2 separate regions of the Columba livia genome follow, and region 1 is linked to region 2. Evidence: chromatin contacts called from public Hi-C data. All regions are on one chromosome and are shown on one strand. The core of a region is the stretch at or near the end of the contact, and the rest is flanking DNA. Distances in the headings are between cores, read along the strand shown.

Evidence for each region. A called contact is a pair of places that touch in the nucleus more often than the background predicts.
Region 1: a Hi-C map of liver shows a contact between it and region 2, with 4 times the contacts expected there. The contact joins the enhancer-like site here to the promoter of LOC135575238 in region 2. A contact is called at or near these places in 2 of 2 Hi-C or Micro-C datasets (crop and liver).

The regions. Positions count from the first base shown.
Region 1 is chr21:2,088,502-2,091,373 of bColLiv1.pat.W.v2, forward strand. ACAP3 (ArfGAP with coiled-coil, ankyrin repeat and PH domains 3) reads left to right here. Exons shown (of 26, transcript XM_065037890.1): 3 at 192-311; 4 at 795-848. Among named protein-coding and RNA genes, the nearest start is that of ACAP3, 34 kb to the left of the region's middle. Within about 2 kb of position 1,445, at least 1 of the 3 cell types and tissues checked has an H3K27ac peak away from gene starts, as active enhancers do.
Region 2 is chr21:2,030,567-2,033,476 of bColLiv1.pat.W.v2, forward strand. LOC135575238 (lysophosphatidic acid receptor 6-like) reads right to left here and starts at 1,619. Exons shown (of 2, transcript XR_010467480.1): 1 at 55-1,619. PUSL1 (pseudouridine synthase like 1) reads right to left here. Exons shown (of 10, transcript XM_065037916.1): 10 at 1-1,769. INTS11 (integrator complex subunit 11) reads left to right here. Exons shown (of 18, transcript XM_065037904.1): 18 at 124-280. The coding sequence ends at 189.

The sequences.
Region 1 (2,872 bases), core at 195-2,694, 58 kb after region 2:
TGCCCTGATTCATTTGTCCCCAGGGGACAGCCTGGAATTATTATTCTTAAGGGACAAGCAAAATGCCGGCAGCATCCCCGGTTCTGCCACGTGCAATCGGGGTTGCTGGTGCATCCGCACCGGGAACGTGAACGGCGTCGCGGTGCTGGCACAGGTGAAATCCAGGTGCTCACCCCCCTCTCCTCGCGCAGCTGGTGAAGCTATGCAGCGGGATGATCGAAGCGGGCAAAGCCTACATCACCACCAACAAGCACTTCGTCAGCGGGGTCCGGGACTTGTCGCAGCAGTGCAAGAAGGATGAGATGATTTCGGTAAGTCACCCCCCGGGATGGAGGATGGGACACAGTGAGGGCTGGGGAGTGTTAAGTTTGCCGATGCTGTGAATGGACCATATTACCCAAGACCCTTATACAGTATAGGTAGCCATTTAGTGTGAGATTTTATTTTTGGAGACCATCTGATGATGCAATGCTGAAAGTCAGAGCGAGATTCATTATTTGCAGAGAGAACTGGACTTTTAAGAAGCCACAGTGCTGGCAAGGTGGTTGGAATCTAGGTCAGTAAGCATCAGTTATTTAGGTAACACAGGTAACCAGCCTACACAAGCGAGTAGTGATGTGGATTTTAGCACTGAACTGGAAAGGACAGGGAGCCTGTGGCTTCAATGTCAGATATTTTGAAACGCGGGGTGGCTCTTCAGTGGCTTCATGAGGGTCTGTCGCAGATGTTGAACCCCTGGGAAGGAAGAGCAGCTGCTTCTATTCACCACCTGTTCTCTTCGCCTTGTTTTGCAGGAGTGCCTGGACAAATTTGGAGACAGTCTGCAGGAAATGATCAACTATCACATGGTAAGATGCCACTTCCTCTTGTCTTTCTGGGGGCGGATGGCAACGTCTTTCTCAAGGCGCTGGTTGATGGTGTTTGGCTTACTTGACACTGCGCAAAGGTGGGGTCTGTGAAAGGAATACACTCTGAAGCCTGGCGTTCAAATTGGTGACATTAGGAGACCAGCAGATCTGTGAATGGATCAAACTGGGAGCAAACTCCACAGGGTGTGTGTAGCTCTATGTTTAAGGGTGTCACGGGACATATTAATGCTACTGTATCTCGCTAACAGAGCCCCAGGAGTTAGAATCTGCCCTTTCTCCATCCCTAACACCCAACCACGGCACCTGCAAACCCTTGTACAAGAGAAAGGTGCTTTGTGCTTGGTGGCTTCATGCCAGACTCGCAATTTTAAGTCTGTAACTCAGTAGGAGCTTAAAGCACAAGTGTTTTAAAGAGAAGGAAGCTTCAGGGTGTCAGCACTGGACTGACCCACTTTTATACTGCGATGCCCCTGTCAAAATACATTAGGCACGATGCTCGCTTTTGGGATGCGGGTTAACCACGTGCAGCTGCAGAAGAAGCTGCATCGAGTCCATTTAATTATTTCGTGAAGCAGGTAGGGAGACTGTTTCCCAGTAAAAAAAATGACAAGGAAAAGAGGTTGTGCACACGTAGCTCTCCTGGGACTGTTAGTGTTTGGGAACAGTAAACACCTGTACAGCAGTGTTGGTGGGGAGAGAGTGAATGAGCAGCAGAGAAAAGGTGTGTTTGTGTCGAGCAGAGAAAATCCAACCCTGATTTTTCTGATGCTGCTCAAATTCCCTCTGAAAACCAGTGCTGAGGAGTACGTGCAGCCCAGCCGCGAGGTAGCAGCCCCGGCCAGAAACCTCTGGAATTGCACAATTCCGTCTGCAAGCGCCGCTGCGCCAGCTGTGCGGCTTCCCCTGCGTCCCCGCTCGCTGCCAGAAGTGGCACCTCTGGGACTGCGCTCGCCTCAGCCAACTCATAAAGCAGGAGGACCCTTCCCAGAGCTGTCACATCCCCAGCTGATGTGGTCCAGCCCTTCCCAGCCACCCCACCCTGTTCACAGGCCTGAGCTCCCGCTGCCTGTGACTCAGGGCTTGTGAAAAACAGCATTTCCCTACCACCAACTGCAGGGACAAGGGAAAAACGTGCTTAAATGCTCCCTCCCCCCGGCCTTTGGAGAGCATCCTCCTCCCCTGGTGCCCAGCAGTGTGAGTCCCTCGCTGGGAAATGGCTGTGGAATGATGACTGCGGCATTTGAGCCCTCTCGGATGGCTATTCAATTAACGGAGTTATTTTTAGTGCCTTCTGCTGTCTCCTTTGTGTGCGTGTGTGTGGATGTGTATCTTGGCTTGTCCGCGCCTGAGGATCTCAGCTATGAAGCAGTTGTCAGTGCTCGCTCTAGGAGTGTAGCCAGGACAGTATGTACAACTGGAACAAGTTAAAAAGAAGAGGAAATATTCCAAAAAAATGGGTTGGAAAAGCTTGTTCTGTAGTTTTATTGCTAGAGCACTGGGCCCAGAGATGCCCTGATTCTAGTTCAGCAGAATCCAAGCTTAAAACCCGCTTGAATGTAGAAGATGAGCAACGTCTTGGGAAACTGGCTTCCTAGGATGTTCCCTTCAGAAACGGATGCTCAGTGGTTTGAAAAAGAGCTTCCAACTGGTGATACGATGCTGACCTCTGGAGGCATCGCTGCTGTTCTCTGAGCCTGCGGGATGCTGGATCCCATCACCCCATCGGATGAGGTTCCACGTGCACGATCCATGATCCGTGGCAGGGACCGCGTTTCCAGCCGGCTGTGTGAGCAGCGGGTGGCAGGCAGGGATGCTGGCGCCTTGCAGCATCCTTCCCGCAACGCTCACCCGTGTCCTTTCACATGAGCCTGAGTGGCATGAGCTGGAATTTTCCTCCGGGGTGTCCCCTGCGATCCCTCCTCCTCACAGAGCCACGCTGGAGTGGATAAATTCTGACTGCGGCTTGCCAAGCTCTTCTGGGCTTGTCTGCAGAGAGATGCTGT
Region 2 (2,910 bases), core at 369-2,868:
TGCAAACATCAGATTCTGCCAAACCCAAGAATTATTTCAGCTATTTCTAGGTACCTGTTGAATTTCTTGCCCCAGTGGGTAAGTGGAAGACGCGTCCATCCTGTTTCTCTGTGTTCTCTCCAGGACGAGGAGCTGGGCAGTTTTCTCACATCCCTGCTGAAAAAAGGGCTTCCCCAGAGCACGGCCTGAGCCCCAGCGCCGCTTCCAAGACACATTTTATTTTGTTTACATTGTCAATGTTTTTTCCTATTTTAATAAAGCGATTACGGCGTTTGTCCAATTACTGCAGTGATGGTCTGTATTGTTTAGCTGCGATCTTCTCACATTAGAAACCTGTCTGGGGGAGTCATTTTAAAGAGTCCTGAGGACTGTCAGAGAATACAGCTCCCCTGGTGCTGTCCCAGTTGGCTCATAAAAATACACAGCTAATAAAAATATACGGCACTTCCCTCCAGTCTTCCCTTGTGTAACACCCACTGCGTCAAAGGCACTGGTTTCCGAGGTTTGTTTTCAAATAAACAGTAGGAGAGATGAAACGTGTACTTACTTTAAGTAAATCAGTTGATGCCATCTCTGTGTTTCTTGTTTCCGTGTCTCTGGTGTAGTTTGTACACATAGGAGGTCTCCCTGTGTTTCTGGTCGTAGATCGTGTAAACCCTTTCGGACCTGAACCGGAGCCTGAGGCTGAAGCTCCAGCGCTTGCTGGAGGAGGTGAAATAATACAGGAGGGGGTTGAGGCAGCAGTTGACGCTCACGAGGGCCAGGGTGACCCTCCGCATTTTGTAGATCAAGCTGGTAAACGACTTATTCTGGATGACCCGGACTCTCATTAAAAAGTGAAGCAAGTGCGTGAGGTGATATGGGAGAAAGCACAAAGTACAGATGGCCAGGATGATGTAGATGGTGCTCAGCGCCTTCCTCTTGCGGACGCTGTGCTTGATCTGGGAGATCCTCTTGGCGATGAGCGGGTAGCTGATGAGAATGATGGAAAACGGGATCACGAACCCAAAAACCAAGGCCAGGATGTTGTAGGGAGCCATGCGGTAAGTCCAGCAGCTCGAAGGGAAGTTCTCAAAACACGCCGTCGCGTTCCTCTCGCCGCTGTTGTGCAGAGGGCCACCGAGGACCAGAGGAACCGCGACACTCAGAGCCACCACCCAGAGGGCTGCGACCACCGCCACGTAATGGGCGGCTCTGATGCGGATGTAGGTGAAGGGGTGCAGCACCGCGATGTAACGATCGACGCAAATGCAGGTGAAAAAGGCGATGCTGAGGTAGATGTTGATGTAGTACAAAGTCCCGGTGACCCTACAAGCCACGTCCCCGAAGATCCAGTTGTTTCGGTTCAGGTGGTAATGAATTTTAAAAGGCAACACGCAAACGAACAAGGTGTCCACCAGCGCCAGGTTGATCATGTAGACGTAGGAATGAGCCGTGTGCTCTGCTCTGCAGGACAGGCAGTACAGAGCCACCACGTTTTCTACCAGCCCCAGCACGAAGACGATGCTGTAGATGACAGTAAACAAGGAATACTGGAAATCCGCGTCCAAACTGGATTCTGAACTGGCATTGGCAACGGTCTCATTGGAGACTCCTCCAGGGCAGGACACACCTGCCATGATTTCTGCAGGGATTAAAGTCTTAAACCAGCCCTAACCTCAGTGGGCTCTGGAGGTTTATTTCATCTCGAGTGGGGAAGAGCTGAAGCGATGTTCAGTCTGGTGAAGCCCGTGCTTGGTGTATTTATTAACAGATGGAAAGTGCTGTTGCTGTAAAGAAAGAATAAATCATTTAAAACATGAGCATTTGAAGTTCACGCAGTAGACAGAGCATTTACTGGCCTGAAAATCATTGCGAGGTGACAGTGTTGCAGTAAGAGAGGTGGCAATTCCCCTGCTCCCACAAAAGACACGCAGTGCAGTGCAGTTTCCTCCATCAAATATCTAAAAAATAATAATAAATCTGAGCAACTAAGCCAAACACAAACACCTAAAGAGAAGCCTTAAAGGTGGTGGAGAAATTAAACCAGCTACAACAGGCACCGAGGTCCTGGAGTTGAGCCACTGACCACACAAAGACACAAAGGTTGTTGGGTGCTTTCCAAAGGAAGCGCTCAGATCACACTTCCTCCCAAGAGCGGTTTATCTAACGAAGTCAAAAGCACCCGAGATGACAATGGGAAGACGAGAAAGGAAAAATAACCAGTTTTGCTCTAAGTTGGCCAAGGACACGTCTCTGCTCACCTGGGCAAAGGGCTGTGCACAGACCAACACAACCCAGGCACGGCTCGGCCGTAACTCCACACAGCACAGGACTTGAAACAACCTTCGTTCTCAGAGTTTTGCCAGAGCAAAAGCCACTGAAAATCTCACTTTTCTAGGTTTTACCACCAGGTAAAAGCTCCACGACACACACAAGGAATTTCTGCAAATAGCACCTTAACACAAACCCATTTAAGCTCAACTACAGGAGCCGTGGAAAGGGGGGATAGTAAATCACTGCCGTGGAGTATCTTACAAGTCAGTTATAAGTTGTTCTTCTACCCAGTTCCACCCGCACTGCAGGACCCCCCGTGTACATCAGTGTGAATGAAAATATGCTCATTTTCTGCGAGAGGTAACAAGTGACAGAGCCAACAACTAAACAGCTATTTTCCAAGTCACTTTTCTCTTAGAATAACACACCATTTACTTATCTACCATTCCAAAAGCAGAGTCTGATCACATCCCAGCTCCCAGCGTTGTTTTCTTGGTTGGTTATTTTTCCTTTGAGGCGGGGAGGCTGTTGTTTCTGCCACCCAAAAAGCAGCAGCGAGTTCCTGTTCAAAGTTATTTCATTTACAAAAACACAGCAACACACACATCGAAGTTGCCACCAGATTTTGAGTTCATTAAATTATCAGAAATGTTT